Regions from separate parts of the Mus musculus genome. Here region 2 is linked to region 1. A link is a contact called in public Hi-C data. All regions are on one chromosome and are shown on one strand. Each heading gives the region's core, a stretch centred on a gene start, on an enhancer-like site or on the middle of the called end of the contact. The rest is flanking DNA. Distances are from core to core; before and after follow the strand shown.

What was found. A called contact is a pair of places that touch in the nucleus more often than the background predicts.
Region 2: a Hi-C map of bone marrow-derived macrophages shows a contact between it and region 1, with 5 times the contacts expected there. The contact joins two enhancer-like sites. A contact is called at or near these places in 4 of 15 datasets of contacts at CTCF or cohesin (CD8 T cells, the NIH/3T3 cell line, large pre-B cells and 1 more), 53 of 484 Hi-C or Micro-C datasets (B cells, the BV-2 cell line, CD4 T cells and 33 more), 18 of 115 datasets of contacts at active chromatin or transcription factors (CD8 T cells, the HPC-7 cell line, Th17 cells and 13 more) and 4 of 9 other capture datasets (adipose tissue, embryonic stem cells, liver and 1 more).

What each region holds. Positions count from the first base shown.
Region 1 is chr15:77,771,555-77,776,843 of GRCm38.p6, forward strand. Myh9 (myosin, heavy polypeptide 9, non-muscle) reads right to left here. Exons shown (of 41, transcript NM_022410.3): 21 at 4,249-4,380; 22 at 3,520-3,726; 23 at 3,003-3,140; 24 at 2,381-2,504; 25 at 1,718-1,889; 26 at 270-482. Among named protein-coding and RNA genes, the nearest start is that of Apol8, 19 kb to the left of the region's middle. Within about 2 kb of position 1,432, at least 13 of the 459 cell types and tissues checked have an H3K27ac peak or open chromatin away from gene starts, as enhancers often do. A contact at or near this core is called in bone marrow-derived macrophages, where this site is marked.
Region 2 is chr15:77,886,446-77,891,883 of GRCm38.p6, forward strand. No RefSeq gene overlaps it. Among named protein-coding and RNA genes, the nearest start is that of Txn2, 40 kb to the right of the region's middle. Within about 2 kb of position 1,981, at least 104 of the 459 cell types and tissues checked have an H3K27ac peak or open chromatin away from gene starts, as enhancers often do. A contact at or near this core is called in bone marrow-derived macrophages, where this site is marked.

The sequences.
Region 1 (5,289 bases), core at 182-2,681:
AGTGCTGGCTTACAGGTGTGTGTCCCCACACCCAGACTCGCAGATTCCCTCCTTGGTCCTCTATCCACCCTCAGGTCCAACCCAGCATGCCCGCTGCAGACGTGTGCCTTTTCAGCCCTAAACTCCCTTCTGTCTCACCAGGTTCTGCAGCAGGACTCCACGCAGTGAAGAGGCTGCTGAGGAACCATCAGCACGCCTGCTCCCTGCTTTACGCACTCAGGCCTCCCCAGCTGCACCACCTCCCCGCCGCCCACCCGCCCGCGGCGCACCTCAGCTCCTGCTGGGCAGCCGTGGAGTCCAGCGTGTCCTCCAGCTCTGTCTTCAGCGCCTCCAGCTCCTCTCCCAGATCCCGTTTCTGCTTCTCGGCTTTATTCCTGGAGGCTCGCTCCGACTCCAGGTCCTCCTGGAGCTCAGAGATCTGAGTTTCCAGTTCTCGGATCTTCTTCAGGGCCATATTCTTCTGAGCAGCTTCTTCTTCCACTCTGCCAAAGAGATGAGTGACATCAGCACGAGGCCACCAGGCCACAGGAACGAATGTGCAGATGAGCCTTGGGAAGGTGCAGCAAAGCACCACCTGGCAGTCACAGCCGGGGCCTGAGGATCAACCTTAGCAAAGCTAAGCCATCCAGGATGGTTAAGAGCAATGCCACGTGGAGCACTGGCTGCTCTTCCAGAGGACCTGAGTTCAATTCCCAGCAACCACATGGCAGCTCACAAGTGTCTATAACTCCAGTTCCAGAGGCTCTGGTACCTTCTTCTAGTTCCCAAGGGGAAACCCACACACATACAAATTTAAAAATATATATTAAAGGGAAATACCAATTGAGAACTGAACAACAGAATTATTCCATTTTCTTAATTAAGAATATATTTTTAAATATATAAAAATTCAAATGTTTACCAAAAAGATACAAAGAAATAAAACAGTACATGTAGGTCATGATCACTATAACTAAGTTAAAATGTGGATGTGCTATGAGTTTACATCACTAAGATCTGTTAAACTCAGCAGAAACCGCTCTATCATGGTAGTGGCAAGTGGAGGAAGAGAGGGGCTGTACATGTGGGGGCAGGGCACGGATGAGAAATCTCGACTTTCTTTTCAATTCTGCTGTAAATCTAAAGTTGCTATTTAAAAAGAAATGTACACAGGGAACTGAAATGGCTCAGCAGATTTGCAACCAAGCCTGAGGGCTAAGCTCAATCTCTGGGACCCACAAATAGCAGAAGAGGACTCAGGCAAAATGCCCTCTGACCTCCACATGTGCAGCACAGCACATAATCCTTAGGCAACCCCCCACCCCCAACAGGTAAACGTAAAAAAAAAAAATTAAAGAGAAAAAAATGACTTTTAATATATGCCTATAGCCACAAAATAGGGAAGGAGCAGGGGACAGGAGACCATAGAGGGGAAGTGGGAAAGGAAATGGGTGAAAGGGGAAGGGAGGGAGGACTACAGAGAATGGGGAGGGAGGACTACAGAGAATGGGGAGGGAAGGAAGGACTACAGGAAATGAGGAGAGGGAGGACTACAGAGAATGGGCTGTAGATGGCTTTTGTGAAGATTAAACACTCTGGAACACACTGTCTGTGGATCAGAAGTGTCTTGCTCTTGGCTCTGACACAGAAGAAGAGAGCACGCTCATGGCTCAGCACCAAAAATGAGACGAGAGGGAAGCCACTGCACGTGCGACACTGGCTAGGAGCAGAGCCTCACCTGGCCAAGGCAGCCTGCAACTCCTCCTCCTTCTTGGCCAGCTGCATCTTGAGCTCTGCTATCTGCGCCTGGAGCTCAGCAATCTGGTCACTGAGGTCTGTGGAGTCTCCCTCCAGCTTGCGACGGGTCTTCTCCAACTCCTGCCTCTGCTTCTCCTCCCTACGGAGGCGCTCTGCCAGGAAGGGCAGGAAGGGACACGGAGGGAGCCTTAATTACTTGTATGAAACCAAACACTATGTACTTGTAGGACACATGGACTGTTTAAAGGGACACCATGCACACGCCCACTTCCAATTCTGAGATGAAACAGAACCCCAGAAGCTACCAAGGCCTGCGCGTCCCCATGGCAACACAGCACCTGGAGTTTGTGGTTCCTTCCTTCTTCCCTTCACTGCTGTCAAAAGTCCTACAGCTTCTAAAATGGCTGTGCCCAACACATGCCATATCAAAGCTTCATGCTTATCACCCCTCACACAGGCAACCGTCCGGCCATGCAGCAGTGAGCCTGCAGCCCTGACTCCCGGAGAACCAGATAGCGCCCCTGAAGCCTGACAGCCTTGCCTTAAGGCAATGGCCTAGCCCTAGGCTGAGCCTGGCTCGCCTATGAGTGCACAGGGCTCAGTGCTCTGCGTGGACAGGATGCTCACGGCCAGAGCGTCTCACCTTCCAGGTCGGTGATCATTGCCTCGTGCTTGTTCTTGAGCTTGGCCAGGCTCTTGGACTTCTCCTCCTCTTCCATGAGGTTGGTAGTGAATTCAGCTACTCTGTCTTCCAGCAGTTTCTTCTCCTGGAGGTGGAGGAAGAATGTCAGAGTTCAGTGCTGGCTAGGTACATACTTTAGCTCTTCCAAAGGAAGACTCAACCAGAAATGTATGGATCAAGGGTAAGGCAGGGCCTTAAAGAGTTGGCCAAGTTCATAGACACAACAAATGTGGGTATCCAAGACTTCCTGGGGTCAAGTAGGAAAGACTTCTAGGTGTCAACTAGTTTAGGGAAAGGACAAGCAGCCCCACCCCTGGCCCTACTAAGAGGCTGCCATCTGGAGTTTCCTCAATCCTAAAAGCTGGTAAAGACCTTTGCCAAGGAAAAACGGCAAGCCCCTGCCGCAACCTCCTCATTCATGAGAAAAGTCCTCTGCACATGGTGCTGGTGCCCAGGGGCCTGTGTGCCCGGGAGGACTGTGCTGCTGGACAGAGCCACGGCACCGCGGGGGATCGGGCAGGTAGGCAGGTCTTGGCCCTGCTCTGCCCACCCTCTCCATGACTGCATGCACAGCAGGCCCCACCTTGGCCAGTTTGCAGTTCTGGTCCTCCATGATGATCTGGTCCTCCTCCAGTTTCTTCAGCTTGGCCTCGGTGGTCACCTTCTCAAGCTGCAGCTTCTGCCGGGCGCTCTCCTCCTCCTCCAACTGCTCCTCAAGTTCCTAAAGGGAGAGGAGACGTGAGAAGGACGGAGGACACACACACACACACACACACACACACACACACACACACACGTCTGATCCCTCTTCAGGAAACCAGCATGTGAACTGGGGCACATGACTGACATAGTCTCAACAGTGTTCCCAGGGTGCCACAAAGAGGCCTGTGCCAAGGCTGATGGAGGAAGGACCAGAGAGAGAAACTCAGTGGCCTCAACGTTCAATGGGTAGCGCTCACGGAGATGTGAGCCGTGGACACTGAGTGATTGTCGCAAACAGGTGGACAAAGAAGGCTGATGTGGTAACTGAACCTGTGTGCCTATCTTGTGCCCCTGGCTGCCCACACTGTGCCCGCCCTGCCCGGCAGGAGCAGGGGTACCTGGATGTTCTGCTGCATCTTCTTCTTCTCGGCCTGCAGGTACTGGCAGCGCTCCTCCTCCTCCTCCACCCTGGCCTCCAGGTCATGGCAGATCTCCTCCAGCTCCTGCTTCTTCGCTGTCAGACGGGCCCGGAGCTCCTCAGCCTCGGCACACAGCTCTGTCTCCGCCTGCAGCTGCTCCTGAAGCTGCAGCTTCTCTGCCATGAGCTGCAAAGAACACGTGCAAAGGCTAAGTTCCCTGCGGCCTCCTTGTAGTCCAGATAAGAAATGTCCCCCGAGGCTGGCACGAAAGGCTTGTTTGCCAGTGGCTGGCACTGTTAGCTGCTGAGAGCTGTAGAGCAGAGGCCACTGGCACACATCATTGCAGGGAATATTGGAGTCCTGGCCCCTTCTTTCCCTCTGCTTCCTTAGCACAAAGAAGTGAGCCGCTCTGCTCCGCCACTCTCTGTCGTGGCACTCGGCCTCAGCAGGGGCCTGACCACAGGCTGAGTCTCTTCAGCCCTTTTAAGTGACTTATCTTAGGCACACTGTCACAGCAACAGAGCTGGTGTGTACCCCTCAAGTAGCTCCAGGGTGGGTGCTTATGGCTCAGGCTCCCGGCTGACAACTGCTCTCCCACTGGACTTGACTGCAAAGGTTTTCTAAGCAGTAAGCTAGCCGGCCTGACGGTGACCAGCAGGGGGCAGCACTGAGCGCAGCTGGGATTGATGGGTGGAGACTGACACCTACCTGAGACTGCATCGTCTCCATCTCTGTCAGCCTGTTCTCTGCAGCCAGATGTTTCTCTCGAACCTTTGTCAGTTCCGCCTCCTTGGCTAACAGCTCATCCTCATGTCTTATTGAGTTCAACAGGGGCTTGACCTGGGAGAGGAGACACAGGCAGAGTTGGCCCACCCCTAGAAGCTCCCTCACCTCTGGAATGCAAGCTCTAGAGACGACCTGCTACCTGGGGAGGGGGTACAAGCAGGTACAGCCTTCCTAGAAGTCAGTCTGGTACAACATGCAACAGGCCTCTGATTCGCTTAATTACGCTGCACGGAAACCACGTCTACGCGTGCATAAAGATGCCCGTGACAGCGCTGTTTATAGGCCCAAGACTTAGGGGTGAGCCATCTAGCCCCTAGGGAACAGTTCCTAAAAACTGACGCTGATAGGAATTCTAAATACAAAGTGCAAGATACAAGACTATGTACACAAGTCGAAGCTTGGCTATGTAAGAGTGCGTACAGTTTACATAGCTGAGACTCACTGCGAGTGAGAAATGCAGAGAGATCATGGCATTGGTTCAGAGTGAAGGGCCCGTGATTTAGTTTTAGGGTCTTTCTAATGCTTTTTTGGTATTTAACATATGTTATATATTATAAACTAAAATTGACAGAACAAGTTGCAAAGGAATTTTTTTGAGACAGGATCTCTATGTAGCTGTCCTTATTCACTATGTAGACAGAGATCTGCCTGCCTGCCTCTGCCTCCTGAGGGCTGAGATTAAGGCATGTGCCACCACACGCAGCTTGCAAAGGGTACTTTTAAAGACTGGGGGTATTGAGTGGATGTTCTGAGCAGCTGGCTGCCATGGGGCACCACAAGAGGACAATGTGTAGGTAAGGCAAGCCCCTACCTACAAGAGCTGCTCTCTAGTTTGGCCCAACCCAGACACTGGCATCCACAGCAAACAAGTGGTGGTGCTGGCCGACACTTGGACAGGACCAGGTTAGGTTCACACTGCTGAGCCCTATGGAGCTACAGGAAAGGCTTGTGATGTGGGCAACA
Region 2 (5,438 bases), core at 731-3,230, 120 kb after region 1:
GTGGGCATTGTGTCACAGGCCTTTAATCCCAGCATTTGGTGGGCAGAGGCAAGCAGATCTCTGAGTTTGGGGGCAAATCTGGCCTACAGGGTGTGCTCCAGGACAGCTGGGGCTACATAGGGGAACCCTGTCTCAAAGAAACAAGAGAAGAGGAGGAGGCAGAGGAGGAGGAGCCAACCAAACAGCTGTTAAACTCGAGGTTCAGCTTTGGGTTAGGAGGAGGGGAAAGGAGGAGGAGGAGGAGGAGGAGGAGGAGGAGGAGGAGGAGGAGGAGGAGAAAGGAGGAGGAGGAGGAGGAAGAGGAGGAGGAGGAAGAGGAGGAAAAGGAGGAGGTGGCTTGGAATGTCCCCCTCCCACATGGAGGCACTCATTTCCTGAAGTCACCATCTCCCTGCCAAAAGGAGAAGGGGCAAGGGGCTTACTATCACAAAGGGGGAAGGAACATTTGATTAATTAAACCACAGGATGCTGTTAAACTTGAGGTTCAGCTTGGGGTTAAGTCTATCCTGACTCATACATGACAGAAATTAATACAAAAAAAAATTACTTGTCAGACATTTATTTAATTCAAATGCAACTGGGCATCCTGTATCCACATTTATTTATTTATTTATTCATTCATTCTCTCATCCATTCATTTCTTGGTGCTGAGGAAGTAACCCAGGCCCTTGGCAATGTTAGACAAGCAAGCCCTCTGCCCCTGAGCTGAAGCCCCTGTCCCCACCCTGTATTCTATCTGGCAACCCTGAACACAATGAGAACTCATTCTTTCTGTAAGTTCCACACTCTCTGGCCATCTGTTTAGGCTGCCACAGTGCTATCTTTGAGACTGAGTCATTTATAAACCAAAGCTGGTTACCATCCTGGAGGTGGTAAGATGTGGCTGCAGGAGGTTCTGCATCTGATAAGGCCTTCTCTGCACACAGGGTTCCTCCACACACAGCAGAAGGGGTCAGGGGCTTGCCTGCCCCCTCAGACTCTCTGATAAGGCCTCCTCTGCACACAGGGTTCCTCCACACACAGCAGAAGGGGTCAGGGGCTCGCCTGCCCCCTCAGACTCTTGTATAGGGCATCAGTCCCAATGGTCACACACTGGGGAGTGAGTTTCATATATAACCTTGGAGGCCAAGGAAACCCAACACCAGTGTTCTCAAATACATATTTGTTTTTATGTGTATTTGTGAGTGCCTATGTGTGTGTCTGTGTTGTGTGTATGTGTGCCTAGTGTCCTCAGAGATCAGAAGGCCTGAAACAAGTGAGTTACAAGTGGTGTGAGCCACCATGGCGGGTGTGTGTGTGTGTGTGTGTGTGTGTGTGTGTGCTGGAAACAGAACCTGGGCCCTCTGTGAGAGCAGGCAGGACTCTTAACCACTGAGCAGCCTCTCCAGCCCCTCAAAGATATGGGAGGGGAGGGGTTGGGGGGGGTTGGGGATACAATGAAGGATGATGGAATGGTGTAAATGACAAGCTCACTGGTGTCAGAAAGGAGAGAGAGAGACTATGTCTGAAGAGGGACTGAGGCTGAGGTACAGAGGGGATGAAGGATGCTCTACTCTTTGTTTGGTTGGTTGGTTTTTGTTTGTTTTTTGTTAAAGGCGTGCACCACCACGCCCGGCAGGATGCTCTACTCTTGACCTCCCATTCAAACCTCCTGAATTTTGAACCATGGGAATGCAAATATTTACTTCATCCAGGCGATAGATAGATAGATAGATAGATAGATAGATAGATAGATAGATAGATAGATAGATAGATAGATAGATAGATAAAATAGCCAAGCAGCTTTATCCTGACCCGACTCCCCTCCCCCAACCTCTGCATTCTACAAATACCCCTGCGGGTTGTTTTGTTTTGTTTTGTTTTGTCTTATCCTTTTCAGAATTCCTGGAGGCCAACTCGACTCCTGACTCAGCCAGTCTGTAGCCACCCCATGATCTGCAGGGGTGCGGTGAGTCACAGCCACCCTAGCCTCCAGCTGTCTGCCATGTGCAGATCTCCCCTTTCCTGCTGGCCACAGACTACAGTCAAAAGAATCCCATCCCCACGTATTGGGTGTGCCAGGCTCTGGGCTGGGAGCAATGACAACAGCAGCCTCATTGTCTGAAAGGGAAGCTCACTATACCAAGGAGACAGGGAGCTGTGCACCCCCTCGCCGCACCCCTGTCAGCTGGGAGGAGGATGTGGGAAGGCTTCCTGGAGAGGGCGGCACATAGGCCGAGCCCAGAACAGAGCTCCAGGTAGAGGGATCACCATGAACAAAGGAGGCGGGAGGAAGGAGGCTGGAAGGCACATGTAGTGTGGTCCTGGTCCTGGAGAGAAAGGGCTGATCGGAAGGATACTCTAACTAGTTCACACTGAGGTCTTTTTTCAAGACAGGGTTTCTCTGTGTAGCCCTGGCTGTCCTAGAACTCACTCTGTAGACCAGGCTGGCCTCGAACTCAGAAATCCACCTGCCTCTGCCTCCCGAGTGCTGGGATTAAAGGCGCGTGCCACCACGCCCGGCTACACACTGAGGTCTTCTTGAAGTATCTAGCCGGCTCTGTGATGGCTGGGACTTGAATTAACAGGGTCTGCCTCCCCTGAGGAAAAAGCACTCCTGAGCAAAGTAGGGTTCCCGGGCTCTGGCTATACAGTGGAGTCTGGAGCTCTCGGCTATAAGTGAAACTGGGGCAGAGCACTTATGATCACGTGGTGAAATAGAGCCCTGTATCCCGGCAGAACTGCAATGGATGTACCTCAGGGTTGGGTCTGAGAGACAAGCAGGGCTGCAGGACACCAGGGCACCAGCTAGCACAAAGCTTCACATCTTTTTTAAAATTTTACTTTATGTGCATGAGTGATCTATCTACGTGTACACCTGCATACCGAAGAGGGTATCCGATCAGATGATATTACAGATGGTGTGGGCCACAGTGTGGTTTCTAGGAATCAAACCCAGGACCTCTGGGAGAGCTGACACTGAGCCATTTCCCTAGCTCCCACATCTTTTTTCCTTTTCTTTCTTTTTCTTTTTCTTTTTTTCTATCTTCCTTCCTTCCTTCCTTCCTTCCTTTCTTTCTTTCCTTCTTTCTTTCTCTCCTTTTTTTCTTTTCCTTTCTTTTCTTTTCTTTTTTTTTTTTTTGAGATTAGATCTCTCCACACAATCTAGGTTGTCCTGGAACTTGGTATGTAGACCAGACTGGCCTTGAACTCACTCTTTGCCTCCCAAGCACTAGAATTAAAGGCATGCAGCAATATGCCCACTGCAGCTTCTTACCCTTCTAGGTAAGGCTTCAGACCCAGAGAGGAACAGAGAATTATGTAAGACTCAGGGTCAGGTGCAGCCCTTCAAATGCAAAGGCAGAGCTAGATAGACCCCAAACCCTGAACTCCCAGCTCTGGGCTCTGCATAGCCCTTACTGCCTCCTATAAGGCTGATAACTCTGAGCTGAAGCCACACAGGGCTTCCAGAAGCCAGGTCTTGCCATCTCTATGATCTCATTTGGCCAAACACTTGAGAAGTCCACAGCTGCCCCACCCCCAGACATTCACATTTGCCCTGGACAGCCCTGACAAGATGCTGAAATCCTACCACCAGCTCTCTTCCTTCCTGTTTCCCAGGAACATGTCTTAAAAGGAATAGGTAACCCTCACTCTCAGTCACTATCAGTCATTTGTATTTGAGTGTGAATTAGCTATTACACTCTAAAAGATTGCCAGCTGCATGCACGGCCCTGCCCCAAGCTACACAGCTCAGTGAGGAAGGAGTGATCCCCGGCTTGAGCTGAGCCCTGGGAACGCCTGGGTGGGGCTGCCTCTGCAGCAGCTGGCTCTGGGACCTGTATCCAGGTGGCAGTGGGATGGGAGGTGGATCCTGGTTCGTGTTGAGAGAGCACAAATTCTGACTGGGTTGTTGCCTATGTGCCAGCTTCTTACCTGTGTAGCCTTGGTCAGCTTCTCTCTCTACTCTAGGCCTCACAACCTCCTACCCAGCTGCTTTGTGGCTCAAACACTGCAGGCCCTGGAGATATCTCTGAGTAAGAGGATCTCTGAAAAAAAAACAAACAAACAAAAAAAAAAAAAAAAAACTAGGAGGGATGGAGTCTCACGGAGCCTGGGACACTGAGCTCAGACCTCACCATGAAAAGAACATGAGAGTGTGTGTGTGTGTGTGTGTGTGTGTGTGTGTACACACACACAATAACCTCCAATCACCACAGCCAGACAAAGGGTGCCAAAGGAAGACAAAAATTGGCAAGAAGAGCCCAGGGACTCCCAAGCTTCTCTCTGGTATCCATACTCATGACCACCCAAATCTCCCATGAAGCTCAGCCTCCAGGGACTTGGGCTTTCTAGCTTAGAGGATAGATAGCGTGCTTGTCTGGAGCTCATGAAACTGGGTTTGATTCACAGCACTGTATGTCGACACACACTTGGGAGGTGGAGGCAGGAGGATCAAGAACTCAAAATCATCTTTGGTGATATAGCAAATCGGAGGCCAGCCGGGACTCCAAGTGCTGTGCCTGGTCCGACTCTGGTTCACTTCTTGTGGTAGCACATCCCTCAATCCCAGCCCTTAAGGGACAAGGGAAGAGGACTGTGATTTTGAAGCCAGCATTCAAGGCCAGCAAGGTTCAAGACACGCTGCTGGCCTGCTGGTAGCCTCAGGGAATCCTGTCTACCTATTCTCTGTTCAGAATCCTCAGAATTTGGAAGGTGACTGAGAGACTATGTCGAACTCTCCAGAGCTGCTGTGACTGGCATGTGGCAGATACTCAGTAGCTATGTTGCCAGGATCTGTTCTCTCAGCTTGGAACCTTGAAGTGCTTTGTCTGTGGTCTCTGAAGGTGCCTCTCAGGGACCCCCGAGGCTAGTGTGCTCACTGCCTGGTGTCTCTTAAAGGACCCTCAGGCTCAGACACTGAAAAGATTCCCTAGGATTCTCAGGTCCTTCCTGCCAAGGCTTCACGGAGTTGACCGGCTATGATCGTTAGCCTGCTCTTTCTTCTAGAAAGACTGTCATGTCTGCATGGGCTCTCTTGACTGAGCGCAGTGAGGTGGAGGAGATGTGGGAAGGGATTTATCTGGCCTGCCTGCTGGAAGGGCGGAGGAAGGGCTTGAGGTCCACATTCAGCAGCCTGGGGAAGCATCGTCCTGCCTGAATGCTTTCTGTGCCTTGGGTCCTAAAAGAGGTGCTTAGAGCAGTGGTCCCAACCTATGAGTTGTGACTCCTTTGGGAGGTCGAACAACCCTTTCACAGGGTTCTCATATCACACACATCCTGCATATCAGATATTTACGTTACGATTCATCCCCATAGCAAAAGTACAGTTATGAAGTAGCAATGAAAATAATTTTATGGTGGTGGTGGTGGGGGGGGACGTCATCACAACACAAGGAACTGTATTAAAGGGTTGCAGCATTAGGAAGGTTGAGAAACCACTGCTTCAGCGCTTGAGG